Linked DNA regions of Mus musculus: region 2 is linked to region 1. The links are chromatin contacts, called in public HiChIP or PLAC-seq maps. All regions are on one chromosome and are shown on one strand. The core of a region is the stretch at or near the end of the contact, and the rest is flanking DNA. Distances in the headings are between cores, read along the strand shown. Region 1 overlaps Sh3kbp1 (SH3-domain kinase binding protein 1). Region 2 overlaps Sh3kbp1 (SH3-domain kinase binding protein 1).

Region 1 (5,921 bases), core at 1,380-3,879:
TATTGGTGGTCAGCCTCCTGTAAAGCTCGGACCTTGTTGCTGTCTCCTCCGAAGTTTGCCATAGAAGGTTCTACTTTATCAGTTTAAGTTGTGGTCAGCCTTCAGGCTTTCCACACTTCCTCTTGGGCCTGTAATGAAGCGAATTCGTGTGCCTGGCTGTGCAGAGTCCATCTCAGATATGAGAACCCATGGGCTGATTTCTACAGGGCGTTCATCCTGCATTTTAGGGAAGTGTAGTTGGCTGGCCTCAAATGAGGGATGTTTTTCTTCTTTCCTTCACTGACTGGACTCAAACTTTTTATCTTGAACCAGACACTGCCATTTACAGCAGAGTTCATTTCTTTTCATTAGGGAGTAATTGCTTAAAAAATGCCTCTCCCCCCCCGCCCCCCCCCCCCCCCGCTAAAAACACAGTCTTTCATCTTCTAAACTGGCAGTGGAAGCTCCCATCAGCTGGCCTCACATGCAAACAGTCTGTAATGGTGGAGATGGTAGTAGGATGCTGAGTCTCTTTGGATTGTCTTGAATGTTGACAATGAATGTTGAGTGAACCTGCTTTGGATGTTATGTGTGTCCACTCCTTTAGGGACCATCTCATGTGTCCTAGACAGCTCTACCTTTGGATGTTAGTACACTTTGGAGAACGGGAGGAGCCATATGTCTGCTTCCTAGGCAACTGAGACTTACTGAAAGTAGAGCTTAAGTGGCCCAACTGTCCTGGCATTGGAAATCATTACTTTTTATTTTTAGGTTATCCTCTGTTAGCCCTAACTCCTTTCAAGTGCAGGCAACTGGAATCAATGAGCAAGACCTTTGTCAGATGGGCCCTATCTGAGTTTAAACTTTCCCTCTCAGTTAGTTGGAAGGAGTTTAGGAGACCCAAATTGAACGAAAGAACAGTGCTAATTTCCATGTTTGCTCTCTTTTAGCCGAATCTGCCATTTAAGGAGGGTTCTGTCTCCCTGTGGATTTAGGGTACTCACTACAAGAAAATGATGTTCAAAAGAGTTCATTCTGGCTCTTTACGAGCTCATGGCACCAGCTAAACCAATAGCCATAAGAACAGTTTGCATTAAAAAAAAAAAAAAAAACCCAACCCTTTGAGGCTCCTGAAGAGCAAGCAACCCTGAGACTGGGACTCAGACACTGTGAGCTTCAGTGGGTCTCAAAAGGAAATTGGTGTCATCATCTCTAGTTGCAAAGTGTTGCGTTAAATGATAAGAAGAGGCTTACCTTGCATTGCTCATTGCCTAAGTAATAATCTTATTTTACTATCCCCGTTCTTGCCCACCTTCACTTACAAAAATAACTCTGAGTGGGTTTTCTTTTTAAAGATTTGTGTCAAACTGATACCTCATAAAATGGCACAAGCAAAGTGTTCTATTTAGAACCTGTCCTGTGACATAAAAACACACGTGTTTTTAGTTATTGGACTCTGGTTTTTGGAATTAAGGCTAGGGGAATGAAGACTGATAGTAGCTATGGGCATGGAGCTAGGTTTTCAGACAAGACATGAAAATGCTGTGGATTTTGCATAGATAGATTTACTTAAGTAAAACTTGCTTATTCATTAGGCCCCAAACATGCTGCTATGGCATTTCGTAAGTAGGACTTTATGTTTCCTATTGCTACCTGTTTTATTTACATATCTCTTGTTGTGATAAGACATTATGACCAAGGCAACTTACAGAAGAAATAATTTATTTATTTTGGGGCTTATGGCTTCGGAGGATGAGTCCATGATGGCAGAGCAAAGGTATGGTGGTGGCAAGAACAGCAGAGAGCTTACACTATAATCCATAAGTACAGGGCAGAGGCACACACACACACACACACACACAGAGAGAGAGAGAGAGAGAGAGAGACAGAGAGAGACAGAGAGACAGAGAGAGAGAGAGAGACAAGGGGAGATTTTGAAAGCTCAAAACTTGCCCCCAATGACACACCCAATAAGGCCACACCTCCTAATGCTTCTCAAAACAGTTTCGTAAACTAAAGAGCAAGCATCCAAATCTATGTGCCAATGGGGGCCATTCTTATTCAAAGCACCACACTGCCCTAACAAATTACTACAAACCCAACACAAGTGTATTGTCTCCCAGTTCTATAGGAGTCTGATGTGGGTCTCATGTGTTTAGTATGAAGGTATTGACAGGGCTGTGTTTCTTACTGGGAACTAGTGAAAAATCTCTTGTTTTTGACCCCAGCTGCTCATGTTTCCTTTCTGAGTCTTCAAAGAAGGTGAACTCTGCTAGCATCTCACCACTCTGACCTCTTTCAGTGTGTCTTCCATAATGTGAGATTCACCTGGAGAATCCAGGTTAATTAATCTCCCCATTTTAATGCCAACTGACTGGCAACCTTGTTGGCAACTTGCTGGTTATTCACAGGTCCTTGGAATTTCATATGTGGGCAGTGTTGGGGATGCATTACTCTAGATAGTTTACTGGGGACTTTTTGTTCTCATCACGTAGTGGGCAATGGTGTCAGTAGCAGCTCATGGTGGAGGATAGCTTCCGTCTTTACAGCACTGCAGGAAATTAAGAAGGTGCAGTTCTCAGACCATGGCTCATGAGAGGCAGGCTGCCCTCGGGCTAGAGCCTCACGGTGGCGTGCTGTTAAAGGGGGGCATGGAGTGGAGCTGACGAGTCACAGCTGGGCTGGCCAGCCAGTGAGTAAGGAGGAAGCAGGAAGATGAAGACAGGAAATGGCAGTCGAGTCAGTCCCTTGGGAGAAAGAAAATAGAAGATGGGGTTGGCTACATTTGACCTAAAGAAAGGAAAAAGAGGGGCCTTTTTTATCCTGTGCTTTGGAACTGGTTCCTCTCTTGAGGTTATGCGGAGACTCTAGACTGAATACATTTGGTCTCTGTTTAGATACGGGTTGTGCTTTTGCCACCGAAACACAAAGGCTTCAAGCATGAGCGCTGAGTCTTGCAGTGGGGGGTAGGGAGAGCAGCAGCCCATGTAATCTAGTCCCAGGAGAGCTCTGCTCTGGGGGTTGCAAACGGACTTGTACAGATTCACAGAGCCTTGGCCGTTTTCTCAGACTCCTAAGGTAGACTCTGCTGTGAACTGACCTATGCTGGGTTGTACTTTGAAGAACTGTCATGCTCTCCTGGGACACAATAGAAGGGAACTTTGAGGGTCATTTCCCACAGCCTTATGATCAGAGAATATTCTAGCCACGCCCGACTCGTGTTAGTCGGAAGGCACAGGGAAGCTGTGCTAAGTTCCCAGTCACAGTGTCTCTGTGTGACAGTGGCAGAATTCAGCTAACCCCCAGAAGGAGGCCAGGGCTTTTATTTTCTAGCCAAACATGGGCCCGGACACAGTACTTTCTGAAGAGGGCAGAGTGCTGAGCTTTGTAGATTCTTCGCTGTAGTTCTTACAAGAATCAGCATGCCATTACAGTGTTTTCCCCAGTTCATGGGTCACAGGGCCATTGCTCATGTTGATGGTTCATCAGCTGCAGCCAGTAAACTCTGATTAGTCTTTCCTGCTGGCCCACCATGCCTGGGAGGGGCATTTGTTTCTGATATGAGTACTTCGAGTGTGAATCCAGCATTTTTGGTTAAGAATTAAAGCTAATTAATAAACCAGAATATATTTTACTGCTTTTTTTTTGAAAGCATGAGTTGATTTTTAACACTTTATTTTGAGGGGCTAGAGAGATGATGGCTCAGCAGTTAAGAGCACTGTCTGTTCTTCCAGAGGACCTGGGTTCAATTCCCAGCAACCACATGGTGGCCCACACATGTCTGCAACTCAGTTCCAGGACTTCTGACACCCTCACACAGACACATATGAATGCAAAACTCCAATGTACATAAGTTAAAAGTAAATTTTAAAAACTTTATTTTGAACAGACTTCAGTCTTGCAGAAAAGATGCAAAAGTGATATTGGGCTTTCACATAGCTCCCACCCAGTTTTCCGTATGGTTGGCTAGCATCTTTCATAATCATAGTTATGTTTATGTTCTTGTTAGAATTGGGAAACCAACATTGGCATAATACTATTTGTTATATTGAAAGTATTATATAATGTCATCAGGTTTTTGACTGGGGTCCTTTTAAAAAATTCTTGTCTTGAATCCTGTCCAGAATCTTACCTTTCATTTGGTTGTTGTTCCATCCTGGACTCCCACTGTCTGTGACAGTTCCTCCATCTGTCACGACCTTGATAGTTCTGAAGCATATTGATTAGTTATTTGGGTAACTGTTCTACAATTGTGTTTTCTCGTGACTGGATTGAGGTTACTTAAAAATCTTATTTCATTTTTGTGATTAATATAATTAGAACATTTCTCCTTTTTTCTTCTTTTTCTTCCCTCCCTCCAAATTCACCCATATACTTGTCTCCACTCTCCTTCAGCTGAAAGCTTACTGAATAACTTTTAACAATTTTGAAATGAGGAGTTTGGTGGCATCAAGTATATTCACAGGTGTGTTGTTACTATTCTCAGGACATTTCCATAACTCTCATATAGTCTATCTCATCTATCCTATCCTCGATTAGTAGTTAGTCTCCAAATGACCCCTCCTCTGGCCTCTCTTCACTGCTAGTCTCCTTGCTGATTCTATGATTGTTGCCTAGTCCATGTTCCTTATGTAGGTAGCATCATAGTGTTTACTAGTCTGTGTCTTGCCTCTTTGACTTAGCTTTCAAGGATCCTCCATTTGACAATGTGTTGGCTTGGCCATGGTGTCTCTTCCACAGCAATAAAACCCTAACTTGGGCAGTAGAGAGACAGCAGGATAGGATTCACGATCACAATTCACTGCGGTGGAGGGCAGGCTGGGGAGAAGCTAGCACATTCTGCAACCCCAAAGCCAAGAGAGAACAGCTGAGTTGGAAATGAAGGCACTTTAGTCTTCTCAGTGTTTTTACATCTTTGTGACTGCATTTCCTAACAAGAAATGATATATTCATAATATATAGTGTAGTATTGTGTATTACATGTAATACTTAGTATGCTCCATGTAGAAGCAGGAGGATTGTGAGTTGAAGGCCAGCCTTAGTGAAACCATCTTAAGAAAAAGGACATATTTTACATTTTGACCTCATCTTTATTTATGCTTGAAGTTTGTGATTACACCACAAGTATTTGATAAAAATCTGTTATTTTATATTTCTTTCTATTCCATTAGGGAAAAAAGAAACCTGTTTCTTGTGACCATGCTTAGTCTTAGCCTGAAAGTACCTTTGTACACAAAGGCATGTGGTTGCTGGGAACAGAACCCGGGTCCTCTGTAAGAGCAGCCAGTGAGTGCTCTTAACCACTGAGCCATCTATCCAGCCCCCCCATTTTTTTTCACACTGTGCTTTTCCTGGTCCAAATTATTCATATGCTTTTGTTTGTTGCATATTTTGGCAGTTGACACCAATCTATGTGGAATGCCATGATTAAATATAAAACAAATCACTGAGAACTTTTGATTGAGACTGGAATAAATTGTGTAGTAAAGTTTACATGCATGGAAAAAAAAATTTGTTTTTTGGAAGCAAGATCTAGATTTGCTTTTAGTTCTGTGATTCTGTCATTCCTTCCTTCTGTCATTTTATTTTTAGCTTTTTGAGACCAGGTTTCTCTGTGTATTGCTGACTGGTCTGGAACTCAGTATGTAGCCCAAGCTCGCCTTAAACACAGAGATCTGCCTGCCTCTGCTTCCCAGTTCTTAGGATTAAAGTCTTGGATATGAGCACACCCAGCTGTCCTTTTTGTTTGTTAGTTAAGGCTTTTGCTTTGTTTCCTCTAGCGTGGCCTAGAGCTCACTATGTGGTACACGCTAGCCTTGGACTTGAAGTGACTGATCATCCTGTCTCAGCCTCCCAGATGCTGGGATCAGAGGCATGTATCATGATACCCAGATGCTTTGATGCTCATTCTTTCTTATAAAAAAAAAATCATTTTTTGACTA
Region 2 (5,921 bases), core at 2,434-4,933, 260 kb after region 1:
CACAACAACAACAACAACAACTCCAGCTTTCTCTTGGAAGGCTCTCCATGTGAGAGGAATGAACGTTTCTTGGAAAAAGCCAGGCAGGTATGGCTTGAGGCCCTCTTCACACATGGAAGGAGAAGGTTTGCCAAGGGAGCCATGTGCTGAGTTCGGCTAAACCCAGTTGTTACAAGATCACTGTTCTGTTGGCTTTGACAGCAGTGTTTTTTTTTCCATATTAACCACTAACCAGGGTCTGGGATTGCAGTTCAATTGGCATAGTGCTTGTCCAGAATGCAGAGTCCTAAATTTGATCCCCAACACTACATAGTCTAGGTAAGGTGTTGCACATCTATAATCCCAGCGCTCAGGAGATAGAGGCAAGAGGATAAGAAGTTCATCTGTGGCTATATATTGAGTTTGAACTCAGCTTAGGATATATGAAGCCATGTCTCAACAAAAACAGACAAAGTTAAGCCAAGCATCTTTCATATGCCTGTAACTCCAATTCTGAGAGGGACAGAGACAAGAGGATCTCCAGAGGTTGCTGGCTTTCCAACCTATCCAAGGAAACATGAGACTCCATCTCAAAGGGAATAGGTGGAGAGTGATGTCAGCAGGCACCCAATGATCTTTTCTGACCTCCATGTGACTGCACAGGTGTGTACACGTGTGTGAGAAGCTGGCAGGGAGAAACATACACACAAAGAGACAGGCAGGCAGGCAGAGAATGAGTGAACGAACGAACAAACGAATAAGTGAATGAATAGATCTTTTATAATAACCACTGACCAGATCCTTCCTATTCATACCAACCTCTAGGCACTCTGATATGATCCTGTGATTTCCCACATTCTCAGTTATAGTTCTGTGCCTATACATCCTCATAAATTTGTTCTAGATCAAGCAACTTTGCAGATTTCAAACTTTTATAAAAAAGGAGTTTCCATGATGCTTAATCCACCACAGATGAGTTTTATAGCATTATTTCTGGCTACTTTTCTCTTTGCCAAGTTCTTAGGAGCTCCCATATAATGACAACCCAGTTTGTAAATTTGTTCTTAGCCAATATTTTTCTCATCCCTAGGCATGTCCATTAGCCCTCAGAGATCTCCTGTAATTTTTCTACATTCTAAATGTGGCCAATAAAAAATTAAATATATGCCCCCCCATATAACCAGTTTTAGGAAAATAATCCCCTTACAGCATATCTGTCTCATGTATTTAGTTTCTCTGAGTGGTCTCATACACAGGAATTGAATTTGTCAAGCTGTTTTTTTTTATTTAAACAATTTTTATTAGATATTTTCTTGATTTACAATTCAAATGCTATCCTGCAAGTCCCCTATACCATCCCCTACCCTGCTTTCCAACCCACCCACTCCTGCTTCCTGACCCTGGCATTCCCCTGTACTGAGGTATATAATCTTCACAAGACCAAGGGCCTCTCCTCCCATTGATAGCCTACTAGGCCATCTTCTGCTACATATGCAGCTAGAGACACGAGTTCTGGGGGTACTGGTTAGTTCATATTGTTGTTCCACCTATAGGGTTGCAGACCTTTTCAGCTCCTTGGGTACTTTCTCTAGCTCCTCTTTTGGGAGCCCTGTGTTGCATCCAATAGATAAGTGGATATTAGCCCAGAAACTTAGAATACCCAAGATACAATTTGCAAAACACATGAAACTCAAGAAGAAGGAAGACCAAAGTGTGGATACTTTGTCCCTCCTTAGAATGGGGAACAAAATACCCATGTAAGGAGTTACAAAGACAAAGTTTGTAGCTGAGACTGAAGGAAGGACCATGCAGAGACTGCCCCACCCCGGGATCCATCCCATAATCAGCCACCAAATGCAGACACTATTGCATATGCCAGCAAGATTTTGCTGACATGATATAGCTGTCTCTTGTGAGGCTATGCTAGTGCCTGGCAAATACAGAAGTCAAGCTGTTTTTATGTCACCTATTTGATAAAGCCTCAGTGGTTTTCCCCAGATGGTATCACCTCTTCCTTCCCCAGCAGTATTTACAGTTCTCCCAGTTGAACATCTCATTTGTCATATTCTTGTCTATAGGGCTTATATTTCATTTTCCAGTTGGAACTTCTTTGAGCTGGTGTACCCCAAGCTTCTCCTTCATCATAACTATAGTGTATATGGTATAAAATTGGCAGATAATAGGATCTCTTTGTGTTTTGGTATTGTGTCAAATATGCCTACTTTTTCTTATGCGCTTTCTTTCCTGTCCATTGTTCCCTTTTGTACTAGTATAAAAGAAAAGGAAGAAGGAAGAGGGAATTCATAAAGCTTGCTCCTGTCACATTCCACTATCTAGACAAAGGGATGCCCAGGTCCTTCCACTAGACATAGGATCTGGATATATAATTAAGTTCTTACTTGCAGGGTGGGCTGAATGGAATAAAGGGGTGTGCTGAGATAACCTATTAGGAAGAAGCTCTATTACAGAGCCTAGATGACCCTAATAGGCCATGCATGAGATTGACCCAACCATAAGAGAGACTACAGATGCATACAATGTGGCTAGAGACTGAGATAGGAAACCAGCAAGAGATTCTCCTGAGAGGAGGTTATATGATGGTTCCCAGGCATCTCCTGTGCAGATGACAGTGCAGCTAGTTGTTTGAACTCTAGAAGGTACAGAGGAGCAGTTATAGACATTAATGTCACTCAGATTGTTGTCCTAGCTCCATGCTTTCAAAGTGTAGTGGGTCCTCCAGATACATTGGCACAGTAATAGCAGGACAGAGCCTCCCATCTTTCTCTACAATTGTGATGGGTGCCCTGGTCTGGAAAAACCCATTTGTAGCCTTTCCAGTCTCACATCTTAGCATGATACATGAAGATGTTTTCTAAGGTCCAAAGTTGCTAAAGATCTGAGCTACACTTTGTTTACCTCTTCCCCTAACCAAGCTCTGATTCTGTATTAGGATTTAAATAGGCTTGAGCTCTGTTCAAATTTGTGTTGGAGCTTGGTAGCATTATATCCTGACCATAGTTTTTCCTCTCTCTACTCCTCCCAGTACCACTGGTTAGTATATTATTGAAGACACCTGACTAATTTTTTCTTTTCTTTTCTTCCCTTTCTTTTCTTCCCTTTCCTTTCCTTTCCTTTCCTTTTCTTTCCTTTCCTTTCCGTTCCTTTTCCTTTCCCTTTTTTTTTTTTTTGGATTTGTGAGACAGGGTTTCTCTGTATAGCCCTGGCTGTCCTGGAACTCACTTTGCAGACCAGGCTGGCCTCAAACTCAGAAATTTGCCTGCCTCTGCCTCCCAAGTGCTGGGATTAAAGGTGTGCGCCACCACGCTCGGTGTTAATTTTCTTGAGACTGAATTAGTTTTCATGAAAATAGGTTGCAATCCTGCACCACACTTCGGGTTTTCTTGTATGTGGGCTGTTTCTACCTGTACTTTCTGCCCCTCCCACTTTCTGGCAGGAGTCGAAGTTGTAGAAAACCCTTATTATAAGCCAATCAGAAGCTAACACTGCATTTTTGGACTTTCAGAATGAAGAACCCAAATAAACTTCGTTTCTTCATAAATTACTCAGATTTAGGTGTTCTACAGCAACATCAAACTGGCTAAGCCATCTCCTTCTATCTAACGAACCATCAGGACCTGTCCTCAGACTATTTTTAGCAAAGCATATCTCAGTGGTTTGGAGGGGAGGAGCTATAAACTAGTTCATAGTGCAAAGCCACAGATGACAGTTCCTGCCAGGAGAAAGCAGTTGAGCCAGATGACGAGCTCCTTGGGTTGGAACAGGCAAGTCTTGTCAAACAAGGGGCAGAGTCAGTTTTGAAATCCTTCAGCAGGAAGCAGTTTGCCTTCCTGTTATCCATACTCTGGAACCTTCAGATATGTTTCCTTCCTGGTACTGTAATGGTAATAATCAAATATAGCTGGTTTGTCCTTTGAAGGATGGCAGGTTATTTCCGTTTGAAGCATATGCAGTCAGAGGTGAGCATACACATACTTAGATCTATGTGCCCTAAATACATGAGGTCACAGAAGGCTTTAGACTCCACAACAAATCAGGAAATGTTGCCTCTCTGGGTTTTATTGTTACTGGTATTTTCTTGTTGGTTTTTTAAAAAAATTAATTCTCTATGCCTAGACAGTGAGTGATAAGGTTTTTAGACTCCCTTGGCTACCAGCTGATTGTTGCAGTCCCCCTGAGCATCATCACCATGGCGGGGGCGGGGGGTGGTTCCTCCTATACTCATGGCCCCACATCCACTGCTCTGTTTTCAGCTCTTACCTAGAAGTCAAGCAGCCTAAAGCCACCCAAGTTTGGAACTGGGGTTTTGGTCTTTCACCAGGGAGAGAGGGATGAGAGAATAAATGGAATGATTGATTCTAAAAATGCAGAACTTTAAATGCTCGCCTGAGTTGAAGGAGCTAGTTTGTATGTAGCTGTTAAACTCCACAGAGGATCCCTAGACCTACTGCTGAACCTCATGCCATTGCCTTCTTCCAGCCACAGTTGAACATTTTGAAGAAAAGCAACTCTGGGGTCTGTTCATCTCTGTTTCTTCGAGAATCAGCAACTGCTGTGTTTCTTTATTATTGCCACATTTTTGCTGGTGATTTGCTGCTCTGCTTTTTCTGTCCTCGTCACCCAGTTTGGCATATTAAAATACAAAAGTAGGCCCATGTGCAGTACTTCCAAGTTTTGAGGAGTTAGTCTAGAGCCATATGGGTCTTGAAAGTGCAAGGAGGGGGATGTGGGAGGGTTTGGAGGGGGAAAGGGAAGAGTGAAATGATGTAATTATAATCAGTTGAACTTACTGAAACCAGAGAAAGTGGACTCAGTCCAAAAGCAGGATGGGGTGGGGGTGGGGAGAATAAACTCCCTCTGCTAGCTGGTACCTATCCAGTACTGACAGCTCATGGCTTGCAAACTAGCCCTTTCTTTTCAATCCTATCCGCCTCTGCAGTGGTCATGACACTCCTCATAAATGCAGACCCCGCCCCCTCCTGTTGCCACGCTCACAGGCATACTTTTTGGGACCACTTTTCACACTGTCTGTTATTACAAAATTTTCCATCCTCTCTCTCACCCTCCTTTGTCGTCTCTTCTTTTTCTTCCACCCAATTCCTTCCATGACACATTTCATGTATCGGCTGCAGTCCAAACCTTACACATCAAGAGGTTTTGGTTTTGGCTTGGTTTTGTTTTTACATGGCCCAGTAATCACAGAAAGTGTGATAGTTTGAAATTGTCATTACCTTTTTTATTTTTTCTTTCCCCACGTATTTTGAGGCAAGGTCTCTGGGGTAACAGCTTCTACTACAGAGGCTTCTGTGAGATTGTTTATAGATTATTTTAAACTAGGGCCAGAGAGATAGCTCAGCCAGGAAAAGTGCTTGAGTTTGATCCCTAGGATCCACAGAGTGGAAGGAGAGAGAGAGAGAGAGAGAGAGAGAGAGAGAGAGAGAGAGAGAGAGACAGACTACTCTCCAGAAGCTGTCCTCTGATCTCTGCACACGTTGTGGCATACGTGTGCAAGCTCACACACGTTACCATGTGCACAAAAATAAGGAAAAGAACTTTTTTTTTAAAAAAATGAAGAGTATTTCAAACCAGCAAGGATGGAGAAAGACATCCAGAAATAGGCATTGTTGGGACTTGGCAAGGAAGAATTAGGCCATAGGGTGTTGTCAGTTTCATGACTAAGCAGTACCTCTGATCCTGGGGTCAAGGAAGATTAAATGGCAAGGTCTCAGCAATAACTTCATTAGGTAAAACATATATCCATTCCCAAACTAGTTTATACCAAGACAGAGGAGGACGCAGGACAGCGTTAATAGGGAACTGGAAAAAGCTGACAAAGGGAATAGAGTACTGAGAGAGCCTGAGTCACAAACACACCCACTCAGTACAGGGCCTGTATTCAAGGGCAAGAGGCCCCGAGAGCAGCT

The links. HiChIP or PLAC-seq counts read pairs in DNA pulled down with a chosen protein or histone mark.
Region 2: a contact with region 1 is called in an H3K27ac HiChIP or PLAC-seq map of acute myeloid leukemia, with 2.6 times the contacts expected there. The contact joins two enhancer-like sites. A contact is called at or near these places in 9 of 484 Hi-C or Micro-C datasets (the G1E-ER4 cell line, Th1 cells, brain and 6 more), 3 of 115 datasets of contacts at active chromatin or transcription factors (acute myeloid leukemia, microglia and regulatory T cells) and 2 of 9 other capture datasets (adipose tissue and liver).

The regions. Positions count from the first base shown.
Region 1 is chrX:159,647,597-159,653,517 of GRCm38.p6, forward strand. The region is part of intron 1 of Sh3kbp1 (SH3-domain kinase binding protein 1); the gene reads left to right. Among named protein-coding and RNA genes, the nearest start is that of Sh3kbp1, 23 kb to the left of the region's middle. Within about 2 kb of position 2,630, at least 94 of the 459 cell types and tissues checked have an H3K27ac peak or open chromatin away from gene starts, as enhancers often do. A contact at or near this core is called in the G1E-ER4 cell line, Th1 cells, acute myeloid leukemia and 1 more, where this site is marked.
Region 2 is chrX:159,905,963-159,911,883 of GRCm38.p6, forward strand. All of the region lies in intron 9 of Sh3kbp1 (SH3-domain kinase binding protein 1), which reads left to right. Among named protein-coding and RNA genes, the nearest start is that of Map3k15, 79 kb to the right of the region's middle. Within about 2 kb of position 3,684, at least 51 of the 459 cell types and tissues checked have an H3K27ac peak or open chromatin away from gene starts, as enhancers often do. A contact at or near this core is called in the G1E-ER4 cell line, Th1 cells, acute myeloid leukemia and 1 more, where this site is marked.